3 separate regions of the Mus musculus genome follow, and regions 2 and 3 are each linked to region 1. A link is a contact called in public promoter capture Hi-C data. All regions are on one chromosome and are shown on one strand. The core of a region is the stretch at or near the end of the contact, and the rest is flanking DNA. Distances in the headings are between cores, read along the strand shown. Region 1 holds the start of Aldh18a1 (aldehyde dehydrogenase 18 family, member A1). Region 2 holds the start of Opalin (oligodendrocytic myelin paranodal and inner loop protein). Region 3 holds the start of A930028N01Rik (a long non-coding RNA gene).

The links. Capture Hi-C pulls out chosen DNA fragments and counts their contacts.
Region 2: a promoter capture Hi-C map of liver shows a contact between it and region 1. The contact joins the promoter of Opalin here to the promoter of Aldh18a1 in region 1. A contact is called at or near these places in 2 of 39 promoter capture datasets (the C10 cell line and liver), 3 of 115 datasets of contacts at active chromatin or transcription factors (the 230-238 cell line and large pre-B cells) and 1 of 9 other capture datasets (liver).
Region 3: a contact with region 1 is called in a promoter capture Hi-C map of adipose tissue. The contact joins the promoter of A930028N01Rik here to the promoter of Aldh18a1 in region 1. A contact is called at or near these places in 1 of 39 promoter capture datasets (hippocampal neurons), 7 of 115 datasets of contacts at active chromatin or transcription factors (T-cell acute lymphoblastic leukemia, embryonic stem cells, extraembryonic endoderm stem cells and 4 more) and 2 of 9 other capture datasets (adipose tissue and liver).

The regions. Positions count from the first base shown.
Region 1 is chr19:40,586,302-40,591,371 of GRCm38.p6, reverse strand. It overlaps Aldh18a1 (aldehyde dehydrogenase 18 family, member A1), which reads left to right and starts at 2,909. Exons shown (of 19, transcript NM_019698.2): 1 at 2,909-3,062. Gm27042 (a long non-coding RNA gene) reads right to left here and starts at 2,840. Exons shown (of 4, transcript XR_386705.4): 1 at 2,753-2,840; 2 at 1,465-1,517; 3 at 415-533.
Region 2 is chr19:41,074,794-41,079,863 of GRCm38.p6, reverse strand. It overlaps Opalin (oligodendrocytic myelin paranodal and inner loop protein), which reads left to right and starts at 2,751. Exons shown (of 6, transcript NM_153520.2): 1 at 2,751-2,830. The coding sequence starts at 2,828.
Region 3 is chr19:40,294,578-40,299,647 of GRCm38.p6, reverse strand. It overlaps A930028N01Rik (a long non-coding RNA gene), which reads right to left and starts at 2,766. Exons shown (of 2, transcript XR_386702.4): 1 at 1,553-2,766; 2 at 1-389. Sorbs1 (sorbin and SH3 domain containing 1) reads left to right here. Exons shown (of 29, transcript NM_178362.1): 27 at 127-185; 28 at 3,004-3,116; 29 at 4,532-5,070. The coding sequence ends at 4,599.

The DNA of each region.
Region 1 (5,070 bases), core at 1,660-4,159:
ACTAAAGTAGCTGAAGTCTCATGATGTTCGACATGCAGCGAGCACTGCCAGAAGCAACTCAGTTGTTCAATTTCAAAATAATGTGTGATCGTTTGTTGTGTTAAGAAACCTTCCACTATTTATGATTGCCAAAAATCTTCACAACACTCAGCACTATGGGAAGACTATTTCCAGAAAAGTGGGAGGGGGCAGAATGGGAGATGTGTAACGAAGAGACTCAGGAGAAGAGGATGGCATTGGTTCCTAATGTTCCAGGTTCTTGTTCTTGTCTCTTGGGAGAACCGAATTTCCCTATTGCCCTTGAAGACTCAATCACACACACACACCATACACACACACCACACCACACACACACATGCCAGCCCCACCCCACCCCAGTAAATCGCTTTGTTGGGTTGCATATCTGCTCTTTACATTTTACAACTTGAAGCTATTTTAAAGTCGGTGTGGTGGCCGATGCTCCTAATCCCAGCCTGAGTTCAAGACCAGCATGAGCTTCAGAATCAATCAGACCTTTTCTCACCTCTCACCTCCTGAAAGAAAAGAAAGACATTAAGCCTGGCACCTGAAGATACATTTCTGTGTGGCAGTGGCGGCAGCATATATCTGAATCGAAGCATTTTGGAAGCATCGTCAACTTGGTCTGCACACAAGTTCCAGGGCCAGCCAAGTCTGATGACCCTAGTTCAATTCCAAGAATCCACATGGTACAGGCAAAGAATCAGCTTTCATAAATTCGGGCTTACACGAGTGCTATGGCACGCCCCACTCCTCCCCAGTCACTCAGCCAATCAGTCAAGAACAGCAGGTTCCAAGGAAGCTAGGGCTACAGAGTGAAAGACCATATTCTAAATGTCCTACTTCCTGCATGACTTCCTGGTGGTGTTGAACCTTATTCCCATTTTCTAGAAGAAGTTAAAATCCACCCCCCACCCCCAGTCAACAAAAAGAACATTTGTTGAGTATGTGAGAAAGACACTCTAGCTAAATTCTTGCTTTTCATAGAAAGACAAGCAGGTTATGTGCCTAGAATCAGATTTTCCCTTCTCCTCACTCATCTAACGCACTCCTTTCTCTCCACTGGCAAAGTAGAATATTAGTGGCAGAGCAAATAAGTAAACTATCACTGAAAGAATAAAAAAACAGTAGAAAGTTAAGGAGTTTCGTGCTCGATTCTTTGAGACACTGTTAGATAGTGTGTCGTTGCAGAGCCCAGGCTGACCTGGAACTCACTATGTATGAAGCCCAGGCTGGCTAGGGTCTAATCCCCTGACCTCTGCCTATGAAATGCTGGAGTTGAAGGAATGACCTTCAAGGAACACCAGTTTAACACGAATGTTAACAACTCATTTTCTTTTATTTATTTATTTTTTCAGCACCGATGATCAATTCCAATTCACTTTTTGAGAAATCTGGTTTTTTTTAACTAAAGACATAATAATTATTCACTCCTCAAATACTTACAAAGTATCTCATATTCTAGGAATATGCTTTCTTGCTGTCCAGAGGTTTGCTCCCTAGGAGGGAAGACAGACAAGCAATTACAATAAGGTGATCTGTGGGTGAACTGAAGAATCAGAATCGCCTTCTAACTTAGCTCCAGTCCCTTAGTCTAGTTACACCCCTGACACACACCCACACGCACCCCCCCCCCCCCACTTTTTTTAGAAGCCCGGGTACCAGATCTAATCAGCGCCTGCTGTTTTGTTTCTCTTTAATGCCCCACCTCCCCACCCTCAACGTGCTCAAAATTTAACGCGTCCTGGCGCCAACACCCTTCCCAAAGCACAGATTTTCTCAGCTTCTTCCTAGATCTCATATGCCGACGCACATTTCATTTCAAAGAACTCCTCTTCCTGGTACTCAACCCTTAGCAAAAAGTGCTGTGAGCGCGCCTTCCTTTTTGCTCCCACGCCCCCTGTCGGCGCCTTTCGTCTGCTTTATTTCTTACAGGGCGCTTTGCAATAGGCTAACCCACTTCCCAGTTTCTACACCTCTGTGCTGATTTCCGACACAAAAACCTGATCATATCATTCCAGGGCTTTAGAAGTTTGGATTCACTGACTTGGTGACCCATAAGATTCAAAATCTTTGTATGGTGAGCTCCCAGCCAGATGTTCTCTTCTGCAAACCTATCATCCATGAGCGTGGATCTCTCCTAAGCTGAAACCTCCTTTTAGCCCTTCCCCCCACTCCCCCCCGCTCCCCGCCCCCTGCCCTTCCCCCCATACTCCTGCATCATGGACTGAGAAGTAGTGGTAAGTTCCCTTTAGTGAATTAGAAAATGAATGAATAGGCTCAGTAGCATTGTCAGGACTACAAAAGCATAAAGAACCAATTTTCAGCCACAGTTGACCTTCTCTAGACAATGGCCTCCCTGCAACGAACGGTGCTATGGGACGAGAACGTTGCCAGCCCGGAAGGAGATGATCTGTGTCCGTTATGCATTCAACTTTGGGATAATCAGTGGTTATTAATAATCAGAGATTAAACACACCGTCTTAAAATGCAGTATTCTTACCACCACCTTTGCTGAAAACACTTGGGCTGTTATTTTCGGGTAACTAGGTGCCAACTTGTTTTACCATGGTGCCAATTTTTTTCAATAGCCAGTCTTTGTTTTTGTTTTTGTTTTGAGGGAGACGGTCTTTGTTGATTCAATCTATTTCTAATGTGAGTCTGACATATAGACGATCAACTGTCAAACACGCTTTATGAAATCCATCAGCAACTAGAAGCCAGTCTTCCTTACCTTTCTGGGAAGCTGTCTGGGGAGGTTCCTTTCTGGGTGCTCGAAGCCCCGCCCCTATACTCTGCGGGCGCGGAGCCTGGGGATGGGAGGGGGCCGCCACGTGGAGCGTGGGCGCGATTCTCAGAAGCGCCTGCGCCGTTGCCGTGGCGTAGCGTGGGTCAGACCCGTCTCCCAACGTCAGCGGCGCTACGGGGCTTCAGTCTAACGCGGCTGACGCAACTCCGGAGAGCTGGACGTAGACGGAAGAAAAGGCGGAGGAGAGGGCGGTCGCCGCGAAGAGTGGTCCAGGGCTGGGGTCGGCGGCCAGCAGGTAGGTGGCTGGGCAGCACCGGGCAAGGGGTACACTCACTGAAAGGGGGAGATGCGGGGTGCAGCCGCGGGTCCGGAGGGGCGTGGACACGGGAGCCGGCGGCGGCGCGGGGCAGCCAGGTGCTCTGAGATGCTCATGCACAGCTCCCGGTGCAGGGTTTAGGAGGCCCAGGGATCTCTGGCCATCTTTTGGGTATGCTACCAGCGGAGGCTGGAGGACCCTGCAGCCTCTTCCTACCAAGTCCACAACCGGCTTCCAGGGCTCCTGTGCTGCGAGTAGTCATACACCTGGTGTGAAACCATCCACGGACGCACTCCCAGGGCCTGAGTCTGCAATTCTCTGTGGCTCGCGACCTGACATATGGAACCTGTACATAGGAGATTCTCCCTGCAGCCAGGGTTATTCCCGGAGACCCCGTGTGTGATAATTATCTCCTGGCACAGAAAGGGTGCGCTCAGATTCTTCACCCCGCACGCCATACCCCAGCCTTATTCCCCCACCCTCCGAAGCAACAACATTTATCTTTGAGTTTCTGTCTTTCTATTAAGTAGTGAACCATGAACTCAGCATGTGTTTTTCTGGGTAGTTTGTTGAGACTGAAGTTCACTTCTCTAAGTGAGATAAGAGCTCTCCGTGTGTTTGTGTCTAGTCACTTGAAAGCTGTTCTGAGTTAAAATATAAGAACTTCTCTCTCGATCACAGAGTCTCCACGTATATACCCTTTGGGCTTTTGCATCACCTGTCTGGTTTTTGCTGTCACAACAAACTGACTGGTTGAACAGTCGTTTGCAATATAAGATCTTGCCTCCCTGGGCCAGAGACAAATGGTAGACCTCATACCTCCAAGGATCTCAGACGTTCAGAGCTTTCTGTGCTTAGACAAGAGAGGGGTAAACAGTCTAGAACTATGCATGTGACCCGATCAGAATCTTTTCTGAGACAGGGTCTTATGTAGCCCAGGCTGGCCTAGAACTGGCTGTGTGCTGAGAACGACCTCGGGCTTCTGATCCTTTTTGCCTCTACTTCCCCCGAATGCTGGGATTACAGGCGTTTGCCACTAAGCACGGCTGTCCATCAGTGGCTCTTTTGACCTTTTGGTGTCAGTGAAGGAAGTAAGTGGAAAGGTTAAGAAATGTCAGTGCCTTATAAAAGACAGAAGAGGGGGGTGGACAATAGCCTTATCTGTGCACCCAGGCGCTTTCCAGCCTTGCCTTGTGTCACTCCCACGGTGATCTCAGGCCATATAAACCGTTATTATCCCTCATTTACAGATGAGGAGATTGAGTTGGCAATCTCCATGGCAAGGACAGCCAACACTTAGATCTATCCAATCTAAAGTTGTGTGGATTCCCACCCTGTGTAGCATACCCCAAAGGGGAGCTTAGAGCCCGTCTGGGGAGAGCAACAGTAACACATGAGCCAGCTACCTGGAGGATTATGTCCAATGTGAAGATGAGAGTGTCTGGGGAGGTGGTACAAAGCGGGCACAACTGGAATTATGTCACTACTGACTTTTTATAGGTATTTTGCAGAATGTGTGTAAGTAATAGTTTTGCAGCCATTTTTGAAGGGATTTATGTAAGTGTTGAACATAAGACATGGGCCCACAAAATACTTCAGTGTTATGCAGAAACGGAAGCCAGCAAAGCGGTCGGTCACTCACCAGGTTCGGTTATCCGCCTGTTGCCGTATGTTCTGTTACAGAGCATCCTGCCCATTTCTCCTCTCTCCATGTCTGTGATTTTGTGCAGAATAATTGCAGAATGGTATAGTCCGTTCCTTGCTCTTTCTTTGCTATAGAGCTAAATGCTAATGTGTTTTTGAGGCCCACTGAAAAAGCAACTTGGGGACCAGTTCCCAGTAAGGTACTTGCTGGGAAAGCATGGAGACCTGAGTTCAGATCTCTAGCACCCGTGTCAAATCTGGTTTGGGAGTTTGCCTCTGTAACCTCAGGGTTGGAGGAAGGGAACCAGCAGGTACAAGCTCACTGGCCAACCTGTCCAACAGA
Region 2 (5,070 bases), core at 1,502-4,001, 490 kb before region 1:
CTCCCAGAGGAGGGGAGTCTGTTTACCTCACACAGCCCCTTTCCTTGGCTCAACGCTTCCAAGTGCATTCTGCAGACCCACTTCTGAGCACTGGAGGGACATGCACTGGGTAGACCCTGAAGCCATCTTCCTTGATGTGGCTCACTCCAGACCGAGTGCTTCCTCCTTCGAGAACCAGAGTCTTGATTGGTTGGCAAAAGGGTGAGACATTTTGAAGCACACTTTCCTAAGGTCACCCTCAGGGGACTGTCCAGGAATTCTCGGGAGCAGCCCGTTGTCTCCCAGAGCCTGGTCCCATGATGCTCTTCTCTGCATGCTCCACTATATCCAGGCAATAATGCCTATGCAAGATGCTTAGGATGATGTACCACTTAACTAAAGGTGCCAACCATTCTTCTGAAGAGATGTTGTGCCCATGAGAGGGAGAGTTGGGCCTCAGTAAGTACATTGTAAAAAGAGCCAGAAAGGACCTGAGTGGCCTTGTGCATCCATAGCCAGGCTACAGGAAACAGGATGTGGTTTTTTGCTTAGCTGATGGTAAAGTTCTTGGGTCCACCTATAATTCTATGTCTTGAAAGAAAATTTAGCAGCCTGGCTTGAAATGGCTGTGTTGATTAACCGTCCAATGTACAGATTCAGAGATGGAGGCTGGGTAAACGAGTTCACTTCCTACAGAGGCAACTGTGACTTTACATTGTGATCTCACTAAGTTGACTGTGACTTCTAGATATCGGTATTTTTAGTTTAGACACTCACTGTTGTTTTGGGAACTGGAAGTCCCACAGAGAGAGGCCACATAGGTTATGTTCAGTAGAGGGATCCAATGCCTTGCACACTGACTGGTGACAACAGTGGCTGGCGTTCCCGACTATTCACTGGCATCCAGCACCCTGACGAGTTCTGGTCATTTGAATCAGAGTCTCTGAAGGTAAACCTTGGCATTGGAAAATTTTCTAAGCCTCCATGGGATCTTGGGATACAGGCGGATTAAAAAGCTCACCCACTTGAAGGCATTCCAGGTCCCTTCCGGTGTGACATCAAACTGCCCTGTGTGCACACCCAGCCTGCAGTCTGTGCCTGTGGTCACACCAACCTGTGATTCCGAGTGCACACCAAGCAGAAGTCAGCACACAAGCCAAGCCTACAGTTCTGCGCGCCCCGCCTCTCTTTACCTCTCTCTATTGTCGTCTCTTGGTGGTTTTTATTAACTGACCCGGCTATTTACTGTAATTCTTTTTTTGTTTGTTTGTTTGTTTGTTATCAATTCACTATCTCTGTGTGCTGGCGTACACGTGGTGTACGTACTCGTGTGTGTGCATGTGCACATGCACGCGTGCGTGAGTGTGTGTGTGTGTGTCTCTCTCTCTGTGCGTGTGTGGAGGGTTAGAGGTCAGTGCAGATATGAGGTGGCTTCCTCTATCTCTCTGCACCTTAGGTTTTGAGATGGAGTCTCTTAACGACTGAGCTTGGAGTTCATCAATTCAGCTTGGCGAGCTGGTCAGTAAATTCCAAGGATGTAGGATCACCTACCTCTTCCTCTTTCCTCCCTTCAGTGCTAGGCAGGCGCACTACTGACTGAACTGTCTTGCCAGCCCTACAATTCACTATCTTAAGAGGCTCCTGAGAGGCTCTGCTAGTGCCTGACAATACAGAGGTGGATGCTCTCTGCCAACCATTGCACGGAGCACAGGGTCCCCAATGAAGGAGCTAGAGAAGGACCCAAGGAGCTGAAGGGGTTCGCAGCCCCATAGGAGGAACAACAATATGAACCAACAAGTACCCCCAGAGCTCCCTGGGACTAAACCACCAACCAAAGAGTACACATGGAGGGACCCATGGCTCCAGCTGCATATGTAGCAGAGGATGGCCTTGTTGGACATCAGTGGGAGGTCCTGTGAAGGCTTCATGCCCCAGTATAGGGGAATGCCAGGGCCAGGAAGTGGGAGTGGGTGGGTTGGTGAGAAGGGGGAGGGGGAGGAGAAAGGGGGTTTTCGGAGGGGAAACCAGGAAAGGGGGTAACATTTGAAGTGTAAATAAAGAAAATATTAAAAAAAATCATAAATTATTGAAAGTAGCCTTAGCTCTAGGAGACTTGCACTCATGTGAGGTTCGAGAGCTGGAAGTCAAACCTGTCACCGGGCTGGCCAGGGACTGCTGGGCGTGCTGTTCATTGTGGAAGCCACAACCCTGCCTCACGCAGAGCAGCCTCACCACCTTCATGCAGCCATTTCTTGTGCTAATATGGATGTCATGTTGCCCACACCATGGCTAGGGATGTGACTAGTGTGACGCCTGACCACTGGGGGATGGAGAAGTTCACCCCAGTCTTCTTGTTCCACACCCCTCTTCCCCGCACACTCTGTGTAGTATGACTGTGTCCGCAGAGGTCAGAAGGACGTGTAGGGTCCCTTGGGACTGTAGTCACAGGCCTTTGTGAGTTGTCCAAAGGGAATGGTTGGAACTGAACTCTGGGCCTCTGCAAGAGTAGTGTGTGATCTCGACTTCAGCCCTGTCACCCACTGTTTCTAATGAACTGTGGCTGCCAGACCTCCAAGCGCTCAGGCCATCTTGTGGCTTCTTTGCTGCAAAGTAAAAAGGACAGAAAATAAAGACAAAGAGAAGGAAGACTGCGGCGCATGCAGGGAGCAGGGGAAGTTCATCTGCTGAGGGCCTGGCTACTCCCCTGACCATACATGGCATGGTGAGGGCTTTCCTGGGAGTACTTCTAGCCCTGCCTCCCCATCGCTCCCAGCTGGTGCCCTACAAATGGGAGACAAAGACCTGCAGTGCCAGTGAGAGAGAAGCCTGCCAAGGGGGCCTGTCAGAAATGGTAAGTAAGACTTAGCATCTTCTCTCAGCCTAGCCTTTCTCTCACTGTGGACCAATTCCAAGACTTTAAGGCTCAACTCTCCCAGGTCAATACATATAACTTATTATATGCTACACATATATAATTTATATAACTTATTATATATATATATATAACTTATTATATAACTTACTTATATAACTTATTATTATATATATTATTTATATAACTTATTACCTCAAAGTCTTGGAGTTTGGCTTTTAATTGTTTTCCTAGGTGAAAAATATTAATTAAAAAATTCTCATCCAATATGTGCTGGCGTGACCTTTTGCTTGATGCAGAGCTTTTTCTCCCACCTCGGAGATGCAGGAGAGGTGTTTCAGCTTTCTTCGATTTCTGGTAGAAGGAAGCCTTGGTTTGGATCAGCGATCTCATCTACCCTCATTCAGTCTTCTGCCTGCTGCGTTCTCAGCAGGGTGGACTCCACCTTTTCTTACTGATGTGTGATACGTGTCTGGTTGCGACTTGGCCAAGGAAGTTTGCTAAATCAAGAGGCTTTTTTCTTTGTGCAGGTTCTAGACTTTATAGATACATAAAATCATCTATCTATCTATCTATCTATCTATCTATCTATCTATCTATCTATTGACTTAATATATATTGATATATGTGTATATGTATATATGTATGTGTGTATATATATATATATATATATATATATATATATATATATATATATATATATATTTAAAAGTAGAAGTGAAACAGCCTGGAAGTGGTGAAAGCGGAGGAGAGTAGAGGTGCAGGGGTGTGTTTAAAGTACATTATATACTTACATGAAAATGGCCTTGTGTACAATAGATAGCATAAAAGACTATATATAACATAATAAATATAATATATTATATACAATTCAAAAATTAGGATGGCTTTGATTATAAACACTAGTTTATAAGCCCTAATTATTTTTTCTACGTATTCTAGGAGAAATAACACAAAGTAAAAAATAATATAGAAGCCAAACTCTTGCCAAATCCCGCTTATTTAGTGCCCCAATCCTGGAAATTAGATTTGTTTCAGCAGAGTGTCTCAGATGGGTTGAGATAAGGGATCGATTCTCTCATTAATATAATAATCCCAGAGTCAGTCTGAGCCAAGATCAAGTTGTTGAGGGATATTCTGTGGTGGCTTATTTACTAGAGCATTTCTAGTTCAATGACACTAAAATTTGTGAACTTCCCTGAAAATAACTCAGGTGACTGACAGTGGATGAGCAACTGTAGTGCTTATATTAAATATATTCAGTATATATGTGTGTGTATAAATATGGAGTGCTTATATTAAATATATTCTATATACATGTACGTATAAATGTAGAATATTTATATTGAATATATTCTATATATATGTGTGTGCATAAATATGTGTGCATAAAATATTTCTGGCTGAATATTATCCAGCCTTTACTGAGGAGCTGCCAAGGTTTGCCACAGCCCTGGGTGGCTTGGAGGACATGATACTGAAGGACATACACTGTAAGCAACTATTGCAGACCTCACATGGGATTTAAAGAGAAGAGGTGGGGAGTCACAGGAGTTAGGAAGACCTGAAACCTAACCCAGCATTTACCACTGACCTCTGGCAGGGAACCCACCTTGGGCTAGGTCTGCTCACCTGGGCTTCAGGGACAATAGCGCTGCCCCCATGGGAAGTCATCAGGACAGTGTCCATGACCGTCACTGTCTGCTGCCTCTTTCCCTTCACTAGTAGTGAATTTGTGAGGGATATTCAGCCACAGAAGAGGCCAAAGGTGTTGTAGTAAAAATCTAATCTCAGATCGGGGTTTCTACCCCACCTTTGATTATTCAGTTCCCAGATAAAAGACAGTCAACTTTTACATTTATAATGAGACTTAATCAGCACTAGAGCTGGGCAGAGATCTACCCTCTATGCTATAATGTCTACTTCCCCTGCCAATAACCCCAGGATATAGCTTGCCATATTCCATCTGGCCATTCCTGACTCCAAGTGGCCAGCCCTCATGACCATGTTTCCATGACTCCCCTATTCCATGGGTCTTCTCTCCTCTCCATCTTCTCTCCCTTTCTCCCCACCCTCCTTTGACCCTCCCTCACCTCCCTCCAGGAATTGAAACCTCACCTAGCTCTAGTCCGTCCAGCTGTCGGCATCACTATTCAACCAATAGTTTTAAATTAAGAAGAAAGATCACATAGCATTACTTTGTCTATGTGCAAACTCTC
Region 3 (5,070 bases), core at 1,517-4,016, 290 kb after region 1:
GTTTGCAATGAGATCATAAACATTGCGGAGAAATCTGTTCATTACTGCAGCACTGTCTCTCATCCCCTTGACTTCCATCACAAGGTACCCCCTTCTGACAATAAATCATCTTTAATCATTTCTCAGCAACCTCAAGCCCAGCAGCGAAGAGTCACCCCAGACAGGAGTCAGCCCTCACTGGATTTGTAAGTACAGCCTGGGGAGTTAGGTTCTTATGTTGTTGGCGGACTTGCTGCCTTGGAAAATGGATGGTTGGCTGGCGTCACAGCTGTTTGGGGGTGGGCGGATGAGCTAATTGCTTCCCGCTTCTTTGGGGATTTCTAGGGAAGGCCGTATTTCCTGTCAGCCATGAAGCTAGGTGCTAGGTAAATTAAAGAGGTCATGGACTCCTGGAAGAGAGAGATGGGTAAAGAGTTAATGACCATATTAGGGAAAATGAGAGCTGTGCCAACCAGTTTCAATATCAATGCTGCGGAGAACAGAAAGAAAGGAGCGCTTGCTTCTGAGCTGAAATGAGTGAACAGAGTTGATTCATTCACTCATTCATTCAAAACATTTTTTGGATACGTCCTGTGGTTTATACACATAGGAGAAAACCCTGTTCCTAGAAGAAGTAAAGTGAGTTGAACCAAGCTCTGACAGAAAGGGCATCGATAGAGTGGGTAGTTTGGAGACCCTGAAGGTTTGTGTGGCCAGCACATGGTTCATGGAGGTGAGGTTAGAGATGAAAGTTAAGATGTCAGGGTGAGACCAGGTTCTAGACTGCAGCTGAGATAGGTTTGGATTTTATTCTGCAGGCACCAGGAAGCCACTGAAGGCTTTTAAACTGAGTTGTATGGTGATTGTGCCTGTTCTAAGGAGCAGATGGAGCGTGGGATTCAGAAAGGAGGGACAAAGATGATGTTGGTTAGGAAAAATGAAGTCAGTCATGGTACCCTTAGCTAGAACAGAGTGACTTTATGTAACCATGGAAATGCATAAGATTCCCAACAGAGAGTCGGGGTAAAGAGAAAGAGTCAGTGAAGGAGGATAAAATAGAGCAGCAAGACAGGCACAGGTCTAGGAATGCTCACTTTTATAGAACAGAGCTTGTTGCATCTGGCCAGCAGTGTTGCCTGCCTCTTAGAGACCAGGAGAGAGGGGTCCTTGCACACAGTAACAGGGACAGGACAACAAGGAGAGACAGACTCGGGTCTGGAGGGGAGGAAGATTAAGGTCTTGTAGAAAATAGGGGACAGAATACGAGACACTCTGTTGAGAGTAGGGTACTAGAACCAGCAGAAGAACTCAGCTGGGGACCTCCGAGCCACAGGGGACCTTTAGAACTAAGGCCAAAAGGGTACATATTTTCTCTGGTCTTTCTCCACGGTTTGCAGACAGACAAGCAGAGTTATTTTAAAGAACATTCTCTAGCAAAGCAGTTATAGTGGAAATTAAGGGGACGGGCAGTTTCAGAAGCTAGTGAGGACATACATGTATTACACATCCAGCGGTAGGAATCCAAGCTAGGTAAGAAATAAATACAGAAACAGGAGACAAGGTATTCACTTACCAACTTGAAAGCTATCTTCATCTCTCCCATTCCTCGTTACGAGACCTTCCCACTCACACCCAGATCCTTCCACCAAGATCTCAACACACTGGGACAAGTGGTGAAAACAGGATCCTGTGTGTGACAGTCAGTACAAGCCTGTTAGTGCTTTAAGCCAGCGCCATGTGCTGTCTAATCTCTCTTACTCCACATTGGAATTCACTGGCATTATTGGAAATGGCATTTGATTGGCACATTTACAAAATGCTGGTGCTACCGTGGTGTTTTAAAATGAATTGTGACATTGGTGGTGCACATTAGATGCCCCAGAAGCATTTGGTAAGAGGAGAATGAAAACAAAGCTCTCCCTTGCTGCTGAAGCTGATGCCAGTTTCACAATGAGCCTCACTGTTATCAGAGCACAGAGCAGCACAGACCAGATGTCCTAGGCCAAAGAGCAAGTCAACAAAACCTTATCTGCAGCTATCCTTGGGTGGAGCAGAAGCAGTGAGTTTTCGGGCTGTTCGGAAGAGGGCCCCCACACAGTGAGACAATGGGAATGTGCTATCTTAGTTTTAATTAGTATTGCTCTGAGGGGTTTTGATATTTTTATTAATTTGTTCTCTCATATTTTATCCAGACACCAGTTTTCCCTGCCTCCTCTTTTCCCAGTCCCTCTCCCCACCCCTGGGTCACAAAACAGGAAAAAGTGTCAGAAGTAGCTGCTGCTCCCTCTATTAGGAGTCCCACACAACACTGAGCTGCACAACTACAGAATATATGCAGAGGGCCTAGGTTAGACCTATGCAGACTCCCTGACTATTGTTTCGGTCTCAGTGAGCCCCTAAGGGTTTGCTTGTGGTGTCCTTGACCCGTCTGGGTCTTACTCTGTAAGCCAGGAGCTCAATGTGCAGCACAGAGTGGCCTTAGACTCAGTGACGTCTTCCTACCTCAGCTTCCTACATGCTAAGAACACAAACATGAGCCAATACATTTAACCGGGAATGTACAATTTTCTGCCTGTGCATAATCTATCCCGTTTGTACAATTGCTTTTTGTTCTCTAACATTGATTGCCAGAATTTAATAATCCTGGAACTAAATAACTGCTTATTATTCTTAATTATCTACCTATATTATCCTATTATAAAAAGGGGCGTGGTTAACTTTAAAGGTAGTAAAGTGGATAGAGGCTAGGGAGAGGCTGTAGACAATAAAGGTTTCCCATGGTAATGAGGAAAAAAAAAACAACTAAGTTTAACCATTACTTGATCATCAGAAGTCCCCCAACCCCTGTTGGCCTTAATTGATTTAATGCATTTCTTCAATGCTAGAGCACTAGTCAATAAAATGCTTTCAACATTAAGTGGGAAACATTACATCGATGCTGGGTTTACAGTGTTGGGATTTGTAGATGGGCATCAGATTCTGTCGGCAGCTGAGCCACTCACTGGTCCTTCCTCTGGTTTGTAGGTGTAGCTACCAAGCGTTATATAGTTATGTGCCACAGAACGATGATGAGTTGGAACTCCGAGATGGAGATATTGTTGATGTCATGGAAAAATGTGACGATGGATGGTTTGTTGGTAAGAATCCCATCATGCTTTTCTTCCTAGTAGTGTATTGGAAGAAGGACTAAGAATGATGAGACATGTAAAAAGCAATCTTCCAGCCCCTAGGAATGCTGGGCCACTCATCTCAAGGTCGTATGAATGTCACTGAGTAGAACCTAAAGCCAAGATATGCCAGAGTCTATGTCAGACCGCAGTGCCACATTTGTCACTGCTGTTAATTGGGTTCCGTTTATATTTCTATTGTGTATATGTCTTTAATATTTAAAGATTCCACCTTTAAAACTCTCAAGAAACAACACAAGGTCTGGACAGTGGTAGTTCATGCCTTTAATCCAGCACTTGGGAGGTAGAGGCAGGCGGCCGATTCTATAGAACGAGTTCCAGGACAGCCAGGGATATATATAGAAGTCCTGTCTCAAAAAAAAAAAAAAAACTACCAGGGTGGGGGGTGGACAGGAGTGGAGAACACGAACATGACTAGGTCTCCACCATAAAGTTCGAGCACATGTGTGGATGTTCCTCACATCATTGTAGTTATTCTAGGCTTCTAATAACTTGAAGAAAAGCAACCAGCTCAAATAATAAAACAAAGGAGGGTTCTGCAAGGCTCAGTGGTAGAACATTTGTTTAAAGCATGAGGCCTGGGTTTGTCTCTGAGTACCACAGACTTCACGCACACTTACCAACCTCTTAGAAAATGCTCTGTCCTCCCAGAAGCCAGGCCTCCCTGTGGAGTTCTTTACAAAAGAAAGTCTTATCAGGAAGCTAAAGGCCACAGAGCATACTGCAGCCCCATAGAAACAGTAGGTGTGCCAAGTGTAAAACTGAAAACTTTAGACAGGCCGCATTGAAAAAGTAAAGAAAAACCTATTAAATTAGTCCTGATGTCTTAATGAATCTTGAGCTGTACAGCAAGACTGTTTCAAGAGAAAAAAAAGAGAGAGGAGAGAAAGATAGACGAAGAGAAAGAAGGAGAGGTTGAGAATAAATTTGCAGTGAGATTCCTCTAGGAGTGCTTCTATCTCCAGCCGGTGGGAAGGGACACCAGTTCTCCAATGAAGGCGGTGTCCTGGCTGAAGGAAGGGTGTTGGGCTGAGTATCTTCCTTGCACACCTCAGTTATCTTCAGAAGGGACCTAATATGGATTTTGCAACCCAACATTTTTCATCAGCAAGGACAGAGTATTGGGATGAACAGTGGGGCTGGAGACAGAAGACCTGGGTTCAGATTCTGTTAACTCTGAGCCTGGGTCCTCCTCCTCACTGCCCATCATTTTATAGCCCAAATGATACAGCTTTGCAAATCACAGTGTGAGGTTGTTACCAAGGGGGGACTCTACAGCATCTCCAGCATCTTCTCTGAACTCAGTTGTATGTGCCCTCTCATTCTGTGTCTGTTTTTTTGTTTGCTTGTTGTGTTTCTTCCAGGCACTTCGAGAAGGACGAGGCAGTTTGGTACTTTTCCAGGCAACTATGTAAAACCTTTATATCTATAAGAAGACTAAAAAGCACAGAGATTATTTTTTATCGGAGGATGAAGCATCATTCATGAACTGGTCTCTTTATTTAAGTACTGAGTCAGTAAGAAAACTAATGCAGTTGGTAAAGAAAGAATTCAAAGAAGGAACAGAGAAGTGTGTTTGAAACCCATTGTGTATCAGGGATTAACTATCTGCTGAAGACATCTGTATTTACATGACTGCTTCTGGGAGCTGCTCTAGCCCCCGCTGCTTGGGGAATCTGATCTGGAGCATGTCCATGAGCAACATTAGCCAAAAAAAAAAAAAAAAAATGTGCCCAGTCTTTACCCACTCCCATTTTAAAGAGGTCCCTTGGGGCTAGATAAGTCAGTCCCCATCCGTGTTCCACAGGTCATAGCCTGAGCATCACTGACAACTCCTGCCTCTGTTCCTGAGTATCCCAGAGCCAGCAGACCTCAAGTGCTGCTAGAGGCTGGTCTGGTTTTG